2 separate regions of the Sus scrofa genome follow, and region 2 is linked to region 1. A link is a contact called in public promoter capture Hi-C data. All regions are on one chromosome and are shown on one strand. Each heading gives the region's core, a stretch centred on a gene start, on an enhancer-like site or on the middle of the called end of the contact. The rest is flanking DNA. Distances are from core to core; before and after follow the strand shown.

Region 1 (5,127 bases), core at 1,364-3,863:
AGAATCAGTTTTAAAATTTAAGTTTATTAAAGTTAAAAAAGCCATTATTCAGTAACCATCACACTAGCTACATTTCAAGAGCTCAACTGCCACATATGGCTAATAGTTATGCTATCTGAAAGCAGAGGCCTAGGTCAAGAATGTTTTTGTGTGTGTGTTAGAGCTGCACCCATGGCATATGAAAGTTCCTAGATCACGGGTCAAATTGGAGCTGCAGCAGCTGGTCTATGTCACAGCCACGGCAATACCAGATCTGCAACCTATACCAAAGCTCACAGCAATGCTGGATTCTTAACCCACTGAGCAGGACCAGGGATCAAACCCAAATCAGCATGGACACTAGTTGGGTTCATTACCTCTGAGCCACAACAGGCACTCCGGAGAATGTTTTTTGTTGATCTCCACAGGATAATTTAAGTTGTGATGGAAATTTTTAAAAAATCGTATTTTTTACATGTTGTGCAATTTTGAAATGGATGAGAGTAATTTTTTAGTTTATTTATTTTGGAGGGATACCTTTGTACTTTCAATTATGCTGTGAACCTAAAACTGCTCTTAAAAAATAAAGCCATTTTTAAAGAAAATGCAACATAGAAGATTTTTACTAAGATAGCAAACGTGGTAATAATACTCAATGTAACTGATGCAGATTATTTTATGCAAGCTTCAAGGGATGAAAATAGCATGGCTGGTTCAGTGGGGTACTGTTATTAGCGGTACAGAGTTGGGGAGGATGGGACAAAGGGAGGGAAGGTACAGTAAACAATAGATGATGAAAGTACTAGCACATAGTATAGAGAGCTATTTTTCTTTCTTTCTTTCTTTTTCTTTTTTTTTTTTTTCTGTCTCTTTAGGGCCACACGCACAGCATACAGAGGTTCCCAGGCCAGGGGTCAAATCAGAGCTGTAGCTGCTGGACTATACCACAGCCATAGCAACGCCAGATCCGGGCCACATCTGCAACCTACACCACTGCTCACGCCAAAGCAGATCCTTAACCCACTGAGTGAAGCCAGGGATCGAACCTGTGTCCTCATCGATGCTAATCAGATTCTTCTCCATTGAGCCACGATGGGAACTCCTAGAGAGCTATTTCATTCTGTATCCCATCGAGTAATGTTAAAGTTTAAAGTAAAGTGATTTTATATTAAAGTTGCTAGATTTCTGAAACATCAATCTAGCAAGTGATGCACAGGTTGCCTTCAAGGTGAAACTAAAGTCTAGGAGCCCGTTTAGGAGGCTATTTCAATTATCCAAGTGAGAGAAGAAGAGAACTTGACCTGGTGGTAATGGAGATGGAAAAAAAAGGGGACAAATTGAAGAGATATTTAGGCAATAAAAGCAACAAGATGTGGCAACCAGTTGAATATGGAAAATATTAAGTTGGGAAGTGCCTAGCATAACTTCTGGAGAAATTGGTCAAACATTTGTACCATTAACCAAAATAGGGTGACTGAAAAAGGAGACAGGGAAGAGGGAGGGAGAAAATTCTAGGGCAGAAAAAAATCCTAATAGTATCCTGTAACAGAAAGAATGCCAGCACTAGAGTCTGACACTTTATGTCAAATAGCAACCCCATTATTTTAAATTATTAAGCCAATTACCTTTTCTATGACCCTGGATCCTCATTTATACTATTTCTTACTTTGAGAACTTTCAATGAAGATTAAATATTTATGTATGTTAAACTCTTAGAATAAACTATATGCTCAATTTAAAAATATAATATTTGAATCTGCCAAAGGCCTGCACTGGATACTATGCAGATTCCATGAAAAGGCTGAAACCTAGGGCTTGCTCTCAATCAGATTACAACTTAATCTTCTAATCATTAAGAACAGCAGGTGTTTTATGGGATTTCTTCCTGGTGGAATTTTGAACCTAAGGTGAGTGGGCTGACATCATAATCCATTTCTGTCCTCGTAACACACCGTTCAATAACTGACTTAATCTAAATCCTCTATTTCACCTCCTATAAAATTTTGATCTAAGTCAGATGCAGTTCCTGCAGCAGTCACTATTGTATAAAGCTGTACTGCTTTTATAAATTACTTTTGTTATGTAGAAAAACTGCAATATTAACACCTTATAGCGAGTATTTTACTTATTTTAACAAGAGAACAGGAACAAATTATCAAAAAATTATGTCCTTCAATCAACTTCATGTTTTCAAATTTCAAGAGAAACAGTTCTTTTAAAGGGACTATTTTAGTTGGCAAAAACACATTAATGGAGCTTACTACCATAAAACAGATCTCCCATTTTGCAAACAGGGTGAAAGATTTCAAATTCATTATGGAGATACATGGAAAGTCACGCAGCAATCCACAGCTTCTTTCTACCCATAGCTAACACAGACCTCTTTTCACGAATTTGATTGCTAACGGCACATGAGCAGCAGGTGAGAGGTGACAAAATCCAATCTCAAGCGTTCAGTCTACCTCACCTTCCGCGCAGAAAACAGCGGGCATTTAATTTTCCGGAAGTCCCTCTATCCTAGTCCCCACACACCACTCCGCCCCCAAAGGAAGGCGCCCCCGCTCCAGGTTCCCACGCTCCCGGAGGAAGCCAGGGCGCTGCTTTGAAGTCGTGACCGCGCATGCGTTCCAGTTCCGCGCAGGCGCTGTAGTTCCGCGCATGCTCAGAGGCGAGGTGGCGGTTCTTGGGAGGATACCAGAGGCCGGCCTGCTGCGCCCCCGCCCCTAGCGCCGAGCTTCCCTTACGGGCACAGGCCAGCCGGCTTCCCTTTCCGGAAGCGCAGGCGGCGGCCGCCGGTGTTCTTTTCTCTTCCCTCCGCAGTGTCGGCTTTTGCAGCTCCTTTGCGGCGAGCATGGCGGCTCGGAGTCGCGGGGCCGCCTTGGGGCTGTGCGCCACAGGTAAAGGCCGCTTGGGCGGTGCGGGAGGGGGCGGGGACCCTCGCCCAGGTGGGATAGGGTGCGGGGCTGGAGCAGGGTCTCGGCAGTGGGGGCGAGAGGCCTGAGGGGGTTGCCGCCGAAGTACTCTCCTGATGGTGGTCCGGTGACCGGCAGCCTTACGGTCCTCCCCCAGCGCAGCTTCACAGGAGACCCGTGCCTTGCAGTGGTTTCTGTTCTCGGTTCGGCAAGAAGTTTCAGAAGCGCCGACTCCTTCACTAGTGGCCAAACCTTGCTTTGCCTTTAGGTTCTTAATTTTGTCACATCTGAAGAGTTTTTAACCTTCGCGGGGGCTAAAGAGAGGGAGGGTCAAGGACCGATTACGGTCAGGTCTTACGGGCTGTGCGGTGTGAGAACTGATCTGAACGTGTGTTGGCCCTTCCCAGCCTCGTGCCATCATCAGAAGTACCCCGGTTCTCACCGTGATATGGCCACTTACAGAGCAGCCTCTTAGTTCCCACTACATTCTGTAGTCAGTATTAGAAGTGTAGCTCAATTTTGTTTCTATATATCAGTGGTGAGAGGGGTAGTCTTTTGAATGGTGTTTGAAATTTATAGAGATAAATTCTGCTAGAGAAAAGGAGATGAAGAAGATGAATTTTCATCTTTACTACAAAAAGATGGAAAAGTAAAAGGGAAAAATAGGATGAAAGTAAAAATATGTAAAAAAAGAACTTCCGTGCCTTAGATTTTTTAGTTTACGTAGAACTTGCTGTCAAAATGTCGTTGCATGCAGATTAAATATTTTTTAAACAGGTGAACAATGCTTGTGCCCTGGGATAGATAAATGATGATGTTTTGATAGGTTGTAAAAAAACAAAATATTTTATAGGTGACTAAGTATGTAAGCCAGAAGGTAAATCAGCATTTATTCTTTTCTTTTTCAGTTTTTTTACTTGATGTGGCATTCTGTAAAGGATTTGTAGAAGATTTAGATGAATCGTGAGTATATATGTTTTTAAATAGTGTCTTAAACTTTTTCCAACTGAGATGTTACCAAAATATTTGTATGAATCTAATATTTTTAAAAAATTATCTTGTCTTATCGAGCACTTAATCTACACCACATAATTTTCTAATTCCGTATGGAGTTAGAAATTTTTTTAAGTATAGGTGATGTAAAATATATTAGCTTAAAGCGTACAACATAGTATGAATCTAATCCTTTGATAATAGAGACAGTAATGGCCAGTGTTAATACAACAGTAATTTTGTTCCAGAAATTGCCATCAGTGCTATATATACAAAACAGGATTGGGCGCAAAAGAGTTTTAAGGACAGTTAAAAGATCAAAAAAAAAAAAAAATGGCACTCTTCTATTTTAACCATTTTACCTTGTATATTTGTTATATATTTTGCCTTTAGTTGCTACTAAGTGGGTGCTGGAATTTGGTAACCACATAGTAACACAGCATTAATCACAAGTCATTGTTTATAGCAGGTGAAATCCTGCCTCAATCCAAAATCCTGTGCATGATTTTTCACGCCTGACTCCAGCAATTACTAGGCTTTTGCTGGCAGGCCTCCAGGGGGAAGCTGCCCTCCCCACACCAGATTTGGTACACAGCCAAGGCTTTGCAGTCTCTGGAGGGAGTTGTAGTCATAGACTCAGGCCCCCAGGTCAGCAGTGCTGTCTGTCTTATCTGCATACTCAGCCTCTTTTGGAGGCCTCAGTGTTAGGGGCAGCCTCCCCTAAGGCATTTCAGAGGTATCTCTGCTGAGACCATCTGCCTTATTGACAGGCTTGGGTGAGGCGCATTTTTCCACTTGGACTCAGTACCTTTCCACTATTGTCCCTTTCCTGTCTCCCTCCCTCTGCGCATGGGTCCTGAGAGGCAGAAGCCTTGGGTTCAGTGCTCCTGGGCAGTGAGGTGGATTCCTTTGTGCTATGTTGCCTGACCCTCACCTGTTCCAGTTCTGCTCAGAAAAATGGAACACCGAGGAGCTGGCCCCTTATTTATTTATTTATTTATTTTGCCTCTTGGCTTGCATTGTCTCAGTAAGTGAATAAAGCCTTGATTGTTACTTTCAGTTTGGCTTGTTGTCCTAATTACACCTCTACACAAGGAAATGTCTGCTTGTTCTCGGACCCAGTTAGCATCCTTATGAAGTCAGGTTACTTAGTCTGTAATGCAACCCAAGGCTTAAGTGACAAATTTCTGGACATGGAGGAAGCAGCCACCATGAAGAGAGCAGAGACTGACTACCACAAAGA
Region 2 (5,127 bases), core at 789-3,288, 930 kb after region 1:
TCTAAGTCTCCACCATCCACCTTGCCTTAGCATCATGAGGCACTTTGGATCCACAGAACAGAGGAACCCTGTCCACACATTTTGTTCTGAGAAATGGTCTGCATGTTTACTCACTATGTTTACACAGATTCTTAGTCAGTTTCCAAAGCTTCCTCTTTGCAGAAAATTATAAGAATCTCTGTTTGGACTCCTCTTACCCCCAACTCCACTCTCTCCCATAAGTGAGGCTGAAAGCCCTTGGTCATCTTTTTTCATCTGGGTCACACAGGGGGGACAGTCCAGATGTTTACAGGAAGTTCTGTCCCTGGAGTTCCAAGGAGAATCCTTGTTTCAGAATGGACCTCAGTGGAGGAGACAATGCTCTATGTGAGTCCAACTGCTGAAGGTTCAACTTATTTCAAACACAGATACTGCCCTTATGAAGGGCACTAAGAGACTGCTCATGACCTGAAACAGATTTAAACAGAACACAGGAGTCAGCCAGGGAAAATACTAAGCATAAAACAAATGATCTAAAGGCTGAATATAGATACAAATCATAGAGAGCTAGAGTAATTCATTCTGGTTAGGGAAAATCTAGGGTGTATTTACAGACAAACTTAAGCATCTGTGCTGAGACAAGTATGATAAGAGAAGTTCAACAGTCAGAAAAAATTCAACTAGTAAATGGAGATGTTGGGCAGAGAATGCTATGCAGGAAGGAACAGGATAAGCATAGTTATGAAAGCACCAAAACAAAAGCCAGTTTGGCTATTTGGACTGGAGGAGGGTCCCCAAGGAGATAAAAGAGAAGACCGATGAGGAGATAGAGGCCACATTTCACCTCCCAGGTGAATTATTTTGAAATTTATTCTGCCAGCAACATCTACTGCTTGGTTTTACCACTAAGTGATCTAAGGCACTCACTTTTTAATAGGCACATCTGTTCATTTTACCAAAATGGGATGGAATAGGAGGAAACTGAAGGTGTCATCAATTCCCAACTGGGGAGGGGTTGTTCATTTGAAACAATTGATATTTCACAGTTTTCCTATTATTACTAAGTTATCTGTGATGGTAGAGGGCAAACCTTAGGTTGACTCCTGCTGAAATGTAATCTCAGATGTCTGAGAAGTTCCCTATGTCCGGTAACATAGGAGTCACCGCTGCTCTACGAGTACCAAAGTCTGGAATTGCACACACATATGATGGTACCTGAGCCACACTTTCTTCGATGCCTGTGGGTCTTAATTCCAGGTTCCATTTCTTTAATAAGAAAGAGATTCCTTTCATCTGTTTGTCCCATATTTTCCATATTTATACCGCTGGAGAACTTATTTCAATCAATAAAGGTGATTAGTCTTTTTTGTTTTCCTCTGATTTTTAGTATCTGTGCTCTGGAGGTCAGTGTCATATTAATCTGGTACATTGATTTTGCATTTCTAAATGACACCAACCTCAGCCAGGCTGACTCACATTCATTCACTGCTCAGTCGTTCCTAAAGGGTGCTTCCCGATATCCCACAGCGTCATCCTGCCCGGCCCGCTTCTCCCAACAGTTCTAATCCTACCCAGAACATTCTCTCATCTCCCTCTCCCTCCGAGCCCTGTTTGATCGTCCTTTCCTTACAACCAAAGGGGAAATATCAGCAGAGACCTCCCGCCAGCCGGGAGAAGTCTTCAGACACTCACACTCTCAAATTTCCGCCCGCTCGGGCCCCGCTCGTCCCATACCGCAAGGCAGCCACTGCAGCCGGGAACACGCAAGCTTAAGAGACTCCTCCGGTTCGGATCTCGGGGGCGGGGGGGCCGCTGGCCCCACCCCCCTGCCCCGCCTCTCTCCAGCCCCGCCCCACAACCTGCACCCCAGATCTCCTGCTCTCGCTCTCCCGGAGGCCCGAGGCCCTGAGGCCACGCCCCATCTTTTCCCGCCCCGCCCACAGCCCGACTCGCGGTCCCTCGCCCTCCCAGGCCCAGAGGCCCCGCCCCTGCCCCGCCCTCGTTTCGTTCCCGCCCCGCCCCCTGCCCGCGTCGCCGTCTCTCGCCCTCTCCGGGCCGCGCCGCCGGAGCTGGCACTGAGGAGCGGCGGCCGCGGCGGCATTGGGACCTGGGGACGCCAGCGCTCCGCTGGACACTGCGTCCCCCGAGAGCGCCCACGGCGCGCGCATCTGCCTTCTGCGGTCCGGGGCTGCCCGGGGGCGTCCGGCGTTTCCCGAGAGCGGGCGTGTCCAGTGCCGGGCGGGAGACGAGCGCGGGGCCACAGCCTGTTGGAGCGCTGGGGGTGCCGGGCAGGGGGCGCGGGGAGCCCTGCCGGGGACCAAGCGGCCCGTTTCCTTGTGCAGAGCAGTTTTCTCGAACTCTCCGCCTCCGTCTCGTTGGGGCCCACCGCTGCCGGGAGACCCCATCCAGACCTACCAAGGTAAGCAGACTCGGCCATTTAGGGGTCTCTTGTCCCCAATCCACAGCCGGAGGTCGGGGATGGGGAGCGGGGGATAGAGTTGGCCTGTTCGTAGGAAGCGAATAAAAAAAAATGCAACAGGCAGGCAGGGCGGATCAGGAAACTCCTAGCGTTAATGTTTCCCACAGAGAGGAGACTTGTCCAAGACTGAAACTTGCTTAGGTTCTTCAGAAGCCAAGACGGGCAGCTGCGAAGCCGCTCCTTAAGTCTGGGTCTGAGCTCCCTCTGGTGGCTTCTTGTAAGGATGTAAAACGAGGCACAGGCGAGAGAGATTGGAGCAGAGCTCCCACACGTTGTCATGACTTCTCCTTGGAGAAAAGTGCCTGTTCTTGGTAGTTCCCCTTGCAAAGACACCTTCTGATCCCTTGAAACCTAAACCCTCGAACTGAATCAAAATGGTCCTTTCAACTTTCGCTTTTTGTCTCTGAGTCCTTCATGATCCAAACAAGAATGACAGCAGGACTCACCTTGTATTAACTGCACTTGAATTAAAAACATTTTACAAGACTAAAAGCAAGCCACACAGTTAAATACTCCGGGGTAAGTTCTGTCTTGTAGCGCTTGTCTTCTGCCACTATTCATTGTTATCCTAATGTGTGCATTGAAAAGTATAAGAAGAAAAAAGAATCATTTGGTCAAACTTAGATTGTACTTAATAACAGATTTTATTGTGATTCTAAAATTTCTATGAAGGGATGGTAGAGCATTTAAATCTTCCGTTTTTGTCCATTCCCAGCCTACCAGTAGCTTCAGAGAATTTGTTTTGTTTTTCCTCCAGAAAAAGAGTGTCATGAAAAAGGAGCAGAAAGGAGACCTCACTGTTGGTGAAAGGGGAGTTTTCTTTCCCAGTTGGTGGTTACTTCATGATTGGAAGAGAAGTACCTAGGTGGCTGAAGAGATGAGATTTTCCTAGTCATACTGATGAAGCTGATAAACGAAGACAGGAAAATGCTTTCTCTGGGTCATAATGGGCTGATGAGTAAGTAAGCCTGGAAAGACAGATCTGAAATGAGGGCAAGAATTTTGAGTGTTTTAAAACCAAGTAGGACTTTGAACACTTGTTGAGGATATTTTTATCTCAAAAATGGAGGAAGAAAAAATTCTCAAAGCAGGAAGTGTAAAAAGCTGAGAGGAGTAACAACCTAATCCTCTCCAAGAATTTCAGTACTTCATCAACTTCTCTGGACACACACAAGCAAAGGCATCAGGCATCCTATCACAGGTGGTGGTATCCTACGGCAGGAATGATTTCTTAATTTGGATTTGGGAGTGCTTTTTCTTTTTCACAACGTGTGTTTCTTGACTCGTCAAGTTAGGTAGATTGATGTCAAGGAAGTAAATTGTGAATTCATAGTATGTTTGACCTCTGTTTGCTGTGTGATATGGGAAAATTAGAGGTTTTAACCTTCCTTGAAGCTTTATTGAAAGCAGTACTGCGTCAGGGACACAGACCCACAGTATAAGTTTTCTTTTTGGTGACTGTGCTTATTTTGAATGAGCAGAATGTTAGCTGGATTTCACAGCGTATGTGATTTACAGTCTTTGTTTTATCAAGGCCTTAAATGTATGTTTTAAACTCACCAGATGGGAAACACATTGAGTGCTGTGTGTGACACGTACGCCTAAGGAGAGGAACTCCCCGATGGATCATGGCGTTAATGTTTACAGGACATTTCTTATTTTTAGTGTTAGTGATGTTTGCTTTCTCTACTTTTGAGGAATCTGTGAGCAATTACTCTGACTGGGCAGTTTTCACAGATGACATAGATCAGTTTAAGACACAGAAAGTGCAAGATATCAGACCCAACCAAAAGCTGAAGAAAAGTATGCTTCATCCACATTTATATTTTGATGCCGGAGAGATCCAAGCAATGAGACAGAAGTCTCGCACAAGCCATGTGCATCTTTTTAGAGCTATTAGAAGTGCAGTGACAGTTATGCTGTCCAACCCAACATACTACCTACCTCCACCCAAGCATGCTGATTTTGCTGCCAAGTGGAATGAAATTTATGGTAACAATCTGCCTCCTTTAGCTTTGTACTGTTTGTTGTGCCCAGAAGACAAAGTTGCCTTTGAATTTGTCTTGGAATATATGGACAGGATGGTTGGCTACAAGGACTGGCTGGTGGAGAATGCACCAGGAGATGAGGTTCCAGTTGGCCATTCCTTAACAGGTTTTGCCACTGCCTTTGACTTTTTATATAACTTATTAGATGATCATCGAAGACAAAAATACCTAGGAAAAATATGGGCTATTACTGAAGAAATGTATGAGTATTCCAAGGTCCGCTCATGGGGCAAACAACTTCTTCATAACCACCAAGCTACTAATATGATAGCATTACTCACCGGGGCCTTGGTGACTGGGGTTGATAAAGGCTCTCAAGTAAATCTCTGGAAACAGGTGGTAGTAGATGTGATGGAAAAGACAATGTTTCTGTTGAATCATATTGTCGATGGTTCTCTGGATGAAGGTGTGGCCTATGGAAGCTACACAGCTAAATCAGTCACACAGTATGTCTTTCTGGCCCAGCGCCATTTTAATATCAACAACTTAGATAATAATTGGTTAAAAATGCACTTTTGGTTCTATTATGCTACCCTTTTGCCAGGCTTCCAAAGAACTGTGGGTATAGCAGATTCCAATTATAATTGGTTTTATGGTCCAGAGAGCCAATTAGTTTTTCTG

The links. Promoter capture Hi-C pulls out the DNA fragments that hold promoters and counts their contacts.
Region 2: a promoter capture Hi-C map of fetal liver shows a contact between it and region 1, with 4 times the contacts expected there. The contact joins the promoter of DSEL here to the promoter of TMX3 in region 1. A contact is called at or near these places in 3 of 5 promoter capture datasets (fetal liver, fetal skeletal muscle and liver), 8 of 47 Hi-C or Micro-C datasets (blood, embryonic fibroblasts, heart right ventricle and 2 more) and 2 of 2 datasets of contacts at active chromatin or transcription factors (alveolar macrophages and skeletal muscle).

The regions. Positions count from the first base shown.
Region 1 is chr1:153,985,407-153,990,533 of Sscrofa11.1, forward strand. It overlaps TMX3 (protein disulfide-isomerase TMX3), which reads left to right and starts at 2,614. Exons shown (of 16, transcript XM_005654478.3): 1 at 2,614-2,876; 2 at 3,800-3,854. The coding sequence starts at 2,831.
Region 2 is chr1:154,917,294-154,922,420 of Sscrofa11.1, forward strand. It overlaps DSEL (dermatan-sulfate epimerase-like protein), which reads left to right and starts at 2,039. Exons shown (of 3, transcript XM_021099387.1): 1 at 2,039-2,398; 2 at 3,216-5,127. The coding sequence starts at 4,087. LOC110261617 (a long non-coding RNA gene) reads right to left here and starts at 1,778. Exons shown (of 3, transcript XR_002345981.1): 1 at 1,672-1,778.